2 separate regions of the Sus scrofa genome follow, and region 1 is linked to region 2. Evidence: chromatin contacts called from public HiChIP or PLAC-seq data. All regions are on one chromosome and are shown on one strand. The core of a region is the stretch at or near the end of the contact, and the rest is flanking DNA. Distances in the headings are between cores, read along the strand shown. Region 1 overlaps NCR1 (natural cytotoxicity triggering receptor 1). Region 2 overlaps LOC106510586 (a long non-coding RNA gene).

What was found. HiChIP or PLAC-seq counts read pairs in DNA pulled down with a chosen protein or histone mark.
Region 1: an H3K27ac HiChIP or PLAC-seq map of alveolar macrophages shows a contact between it and region 2. The contact joins two enhancer-like sites. A contact is called at or near these places in 1 of 47 Hi-C or Micro-C datasets (embryonic fibroblasts) and 1 of 2 datasets of contacts at active chromatin or transcription factors (alveolar macrophages).

The regions. Positions count from the first base shown.
Region 1 is chr6:59,095,364-59,098,504 of Sscrofa11.1, forward strand. NCR1 (natural cytotoxicity triggering receptor 1) reads left to right here. Exons shown (of 7, transcript NM_001123143.1): 4 at 681-959; 5 at 1,263-1,313. Among named protein-coding and RNA genes, the nearest start is that of NCR1, 4.0 kb to the left of the region's middle. Within about 2 kb of position 1,553, at least 1 of the 83 cell types and tissues checked has an H3K27ac peak or open chromatin away from gene starts, as enhancers often do. A contact at or near this core is called in alveolar macrophages, where this site is marked.
Region 2 is chr6:58,923,614-58,926,401 of Sscrofa11.1, forward strand. It overlaps LOC106510586 (a long non-coding RNA gene), which reads right to left. Exons shown (of 3, transcript XR_002344799.1): 2 at 2,471-2,621; 3 at 17-949. Among named protein-coding and RNA genes, the nearest start is that of TTYH1, 33 kb to the left of the region's middle. Within about 2 kb of position 1,293, at least 7 of the 83 cell types and tissues checked have an H3K27ac peak or open chromatin away from gene starts, as enhancers often do. A contact at or near this core is called in alveolar macrophages, where this site is marked.

The sequences.
Region 1 (3,141 bases), core at 303-2,802, 170 kb after region 2:
GGTTAACAAATCCGACTAGGAACCATGAGGTTGCAGGTTCGATCTCTGGCCTTGCTCAGTGGGTTAACGATCCAGCGTTGCCATGAGCTGTGGTGTAGGTCGCAGACGCGGCTCGGATCCCGCGTTGCTGTGGCTCTGGTGTAGGCTGGTGGCTACAGCTCCGACTGGACCCCTAGCCTGGGAACCTCCATATGCCGTGAGAGCGGCCCAATAAATGGCAAAAAAGACAAAAAAAAAAAAAAAAAAAAGCTAAAGAAAAAAAAAGTCAAGATGGCAAATTTATATACATTTTACCAAAGCTAAAACTAAGACTGTTTTCAAACGCAGATAGCTGGCCCTCTCCTAAGTTCCTGATGCAATAGGTCTGGGGTAGAGCCTGGAAATTTGCATTCCTAACAAGCCTCTAGATGATACTGGTCCCAAGGATCAAACTGGGAGGACCACAGATGCGGGGCAATTCCCAGAGAAAGATTCATATTAACGCCCCTGGAAGCTAGGAGAGCAGCCCCAAAGGGAGAGATCAGAGAGGATGTTTCAAAGACCGACCGAGACAAATTCAGGAACTAGAGGAAGAGGCTGAGGTTCTGGGGAGCAAGAGCCCGGTCCTAAGGAGCAGCGGGGTGGGAGCGAGGAAAGCAGGATCGAGAGGCTCCTTACTCACCAGCCGCCTCCTCTCGCAGGGCTGTACGACACACCCGCCCTCTCTGTTCAACCCAGACCCGAGGTGACCTCAGGAGAGAACGTGACCTTCTCCTGTCGTCTAGAGACAGCAACGAGCATGTTCTTCCTGCTCAAGGAGGGGAGGTCCAGCCGCCCGCAGCACGGATACGGGACGATGCAGGCGGAGTTCCCCATGGGCCCGGTGACCAGGGCTCATGGAGGGACATACAGATGTTTTGGCTCCTACAACAAGCACGCATGGTCTTTCCCCAGTGAGCCTGTGAAGCTCCTGGTCAAAGGTGAGGACACCCCCCCTCCCCCCGACACCTTCCGCTCTTTCTCCTGTCTGGATCCTGCGGTGAATCCCGGACAGGAAGGAGGGAGGCAGCGAAGGGGAGGGTGGGAAGAGGAAGGAGGGAGGCAGCGAAGGGGAGGGTGGGAAGAGGCACCACACCCTCTTCCACAGCCACTTTCTAGAGGCGCAGCTGATAGTTCATGAGGAAGGTCGCCAGAGGGATGGGGGGCAGAGGGAACCGGTGGGAAGATCAGCGGAAACCCAGAGCCCTCGATTTTTTTTTTTTTTTGCTTGTCTCCACTGCCAGGAGATGGTGGGGACACCACCTTTGCACCCACAGAGCACACCTCTTCTCCTGGTGAGTAACAGGTACTTCTAAACTTGGGCAAGGAGTCAGTGCCTCCCACAGCAGGCAAAAGCGGGTGTCCATTCAAAACATCCCCTGAATGCACAGCACCTGCCATGAACTACAGGTCCATCCACCAACCAGACAGCCAGCCCTGTTTGGGTGGCACTTGCATTCTCGCAAGAGAAGGCAGACTGCGAGTCAGAGTCAGGATCCATAAACCCATGACGGGGCACGTGGGGAGGAGATGACGGTGCGGAAGAAGAGAAAAGTAGGACAAATGGTGTGAGGGGACTGGGAGGAGGGCAGGGAGCACCACTCAGGAGAGCTGGCTGAATCGGTCTCACGGAGACAGAGGCACCAAGCCAAGCCCTGAAAGAGCTGCGGTGTTAGTCCTGCGGCTGTCAGTTAGAAAGAACTTTCCAGAGAGAGAGAGAGAGAGAGAGAGAGAGAGCAGCCATAAGGATGGCATAAAGATGGGCAGGGAGACAAAAGAAGAAAGGAGGCCAGTGGGGCTGGAAATGGTGTCAGGGGGGATGAAGGGGATGGGGGGCTGGGCCAGCTCATTTGGGGCCTTGGGAAAGGTTGGTGACACTCGGAATTCTCTGTGAGGAATAAGAAAGGAGAGCGACGGAGGGACCAAGGAAGCAGGCAGAGACACGCCGGACATCACCGGCATGTGGAGGCTACAACACGACACAAATGAACCCATCTACCAAACAGAAACAGACTCAGGCACAGAGAACAGACGTGTGGCTGCCAAGGGGGAGGGGGGGGGATGGACGGGGAGTTTGGGGTTGGCAGATGCAAACGATTCCATGTAGGACAGATAAGCAGTGAGGTCCTGCTGTACAGCACAGAGAACTCTACCCAATCACCTGTGATAGAATTTGATGGAAAATCATATGAGAAAAAGAATATACATATATATATGACTGGGTCGCTACGCTCTACAGTGTAAACGGCCACAACACGGTACATCAGCCATACTTTAAAAATTAAACTTAGGGAGTTCCCGTCGTGGCACAGTGGTTAACGAATCCGACTAGGAACCATGAGGTTGCGGGTTCGGTCCCTGCCCTTGCACAGTGGGTTAACGATCCGGCGTTGCCGTGAGCTGTGGTGTAGGTTGCAGACGCGGCTCGGATCCCACGTTGCTGTGGCTCTGGTGTAGGCCGGTGGCTACAGCTCCGATTCAACCCCTAGACTGGGAACCTCCATATGCCGTGGGAGCGGCCCAAGAAATAGCAACAACAACAACAAAAGACAAAAAGACAAAAAAAAAAATTAAACTTAGGAAGAGACTATCTCTGCTCCCTATGTGTTGTCTCCTTTGTCATAGATTAGTCGACCATAGGCACTTAAGCTAAAACAGGACACAAAGGGACCTACCTGTGAAACAGAAACAGACTTGCCGACACAGAAAATAGATCTGCGGTTGCCAAGGGAGATGAGGTGGGGAGATTGGGGGTTTGGGGGAGCAGATCCGAACTCTTACACACAGGATGGACAAAGGACAAGGTCCTACTGTGTAGCACAGGGAACGCGACCCGATGGCCTGTGATGAGGCGGAAGAGAAAAGAATACGAAAAAGAATATATATATATATATACACACACACATATAACTGAATCGCTCTGCTGCACAGCAGAAATTCGCACAACATTGCAAATCAACTGTACCTCAATTTAAAAAAAAAAAAGGAATACCTTAAAAAAAGAAGATACGCCTGGAGACACACACTTATTAGTCCTAGAGCTGAATCCTTCCCCTGGTTTGTCTTTTGTTTTTTTGTTTTGTTTTGTCTTTCCTAGGGCTGCTCCTGTGGCGTACGGATGTT
Region 2 (2,788 bases), core at 43-2,542:
AACCCTCTGAGAGAGGCCAGGGATCCAACCTGCAACCTCATGGTTCCTAGTCGGATTCAGTTTGCTGTGCCAGGATGGGAACTCCTAGCTGTTATTTTTAGGCCTCCTCTGATTCCGTCTGGAGGAAGTGGTCATATAAATACAATGTAGACAAAAAAAAAAAATCTGATTTTGCCAGGCTTATGTGCAAAACCTTTCCCGTTCTCCTAAAGATAAAATCCCAAATCTTTACAGAGCCTTTTACAAAGCCCTACACATTCAGTCCCTATTGAAGCGTCTCCTCAATGCTTTCCCGTCTCCACGCTGTCGGGATCATCTCGACTCCTTAGAATTGGCAAAATTATTTCCTGACTCGAGGTTTTCTTGAAAGCTGTCTCCTCTGCTTTCCCGTGTGGACACTTCATCAATCCTCACTCACCCTCCCACGGAGTCTCAGCATCATCAGGCGAGCCTGCCCTGAGGTCTGGACTCAAGGTCATGCCTCCTTTTACCCGGAATCACGGCCCTCTTTTCCCCTAGCGCATCTCCCATGGGAGCAGCCATGGCCTACTGTGCACCCAACTTTCATGGCTTCTTTTATATGATGTGGTGTCCTCACGGGAGGACACTGTCCCACCGGGCGCTAGACCCAGTCTATCTTGCACCCAGCTGTGGACCCATGACTAATCTTCCTCGGCTAAACCAGAGCAGACAGGATAGATGCCACGTCGGAATTCTTCTCTAAAAGAAGTGAGTGTGCCATTTTCACTCTTTCTCCTTCCCCACTTTGGTAGCAGAGTAAGTCCGCCAAGGTCTTAGGTGATGCCAAAGCCAAAAAGGTGGAAGAATCCTGGGAACATTAGTCACCCCGTGGAGGAGCTCCAGCTGCCGGTGTGCGAGCACCCATTCCGAAATGTTACCTGAATGAGAAATAGACTTTCCCTTGAGATGAACTACGGATCTTTCGAGGCTGAGGTGTAAAAAAAAAAAGAGAATCCAGCGTCACCAGAAGTTATGGATCATGCCCTGCAATCACGTAATTTTGGGGACACCTGGAGGTATGTCTTCCTCATTAATGTGGGCCCTCTATTAATTTGCCTATCTCGAATATTTGGCACAGACCCAGGTCCTTAATAGACACCTGATACATATGCAGAGATTGAACAAAGCAAAAGAGAAAAAAAAGAAAATTCACAGTCACATCCATCCAAGTTCCAATTTCTTTAAAGGAAGTGACTTGCTTAAGGTCCCACCGACCACATGAGCCACCATTAAGTCATCACTGATGTCCAGTTCCTACAGTGCTCAGAGTCCCTCTCCACCCTCATGTTCAAGGGGGCATGTGTGTGGGAGGAAGAGTCCTCTCTGGTAACCGCCCCTCAAGGAAGGAGGAACTAAAGCCATGTGGATGAACTTTCTGGAAAACATTTGGTCAGAAAACCACGGGACGGTCAGGGCTGGGTCTCTGACCGCCGTATCCTGTCCATCGGTCTGTCTGCACAGCGGAGGCTGGTGGGGCAGCATCCTGCTGGCCATGTTTGCTTTTCGGCTTTCCCTGGGTGAATACGAACATGGCAGGAGGGGACCTCTGGGCTGGGGACTGGGATGCTAGGACTCCAGGTCCTTCCCTGGACCCACCTCCTGGTTGGATGGATGCCACAGGACCTTAGTGACGCAGGGGGGAACAGAGACAACGAGAGGAAGGCCTTGTCTCCCCACCCACCCCCGAGTTTCAGGATTCCTTGCCCCCTCCCTGAATCAGAAGCTTAGGGCCTTAATCAGGTTCAGTTTCTGAGTGAAGAATGCAGCTTTTTTTTTTTTTTTTTTTTTTTTTTTTTGCTTTTTAGGGCTGAACCCTAGGCACACGGAAGTTCCTAGGCTAGGGGTCGAATCCGAGCTTCAGCTGCTGGCCTACACCACAGCCATAGCAACACAGGATCTGAGCCGTGGCTATGACTTACACCACAGTTCACGGCAACACCAGATCCTTAATGCACTGTGCGAGGCCAGGGATCGAATCCACAACCTCATGGTTACTAGATGGATTCGTTTCCCTTGAGCCACAAGGGGAACTCCAAATGCAGCAAACCTGGATTGTTCTTCTGGGGGCTGAGTCTGGACCACAAGATTTGGATAAAAGAGAGTAAGTCTCTCTGCTCAAGTTCTCTCTTCTTGGATCAATGCAATTGACTCCCACCAGCAGAGCTAGAATTTGGATAAGAAAAGGCTGGGCAGATGTGCTTGTGTGGGGAGTGCTCTTGGAGTCTAATCTCTAAAGTGCCCAGATACCAGGAGACTCTAGATTCGATCCCTTTCAAGAGAGCTACTCCAGAGCCATCATCCTGGCTGATCCAGATTCAGCATTCCAGCGGTACTCTGGGGCTGGGCGCTGTCTGGGCTGATGAGTACCGTCTGCAAGAGACGGAAATCCTGGGCTTTGGGATGAAGATTCCACAGGGCCCCATTATCCATCACGTCAACGGCAGCTGACCTTTCAGGGCTTTGCCACGGTCAGGATGGCAGCCAAAGCCACCACTGGCGATTTCAGCTCGGACGCACAGGCTGGACACCAGGGGTTGACGAGGTTTGGGCCCTGCCCCCTGTAGTCACAGAAAGGAGGAAACACACGGGCCACGTGGAGCCTGGCACAGAGATAAGAACAGAAGGCATGAGACGGGGAACCCCCTCTCAGGAGCCCACTTCCCTTTCTTCTGGTCCTTTGCAACGATTACTCCCAGGACTTGCACTGGCTTCTGGAGGGAATGCAGAGGTGCATGTCTTTACTGCTCCTGGGAACTCCAATTCGGCA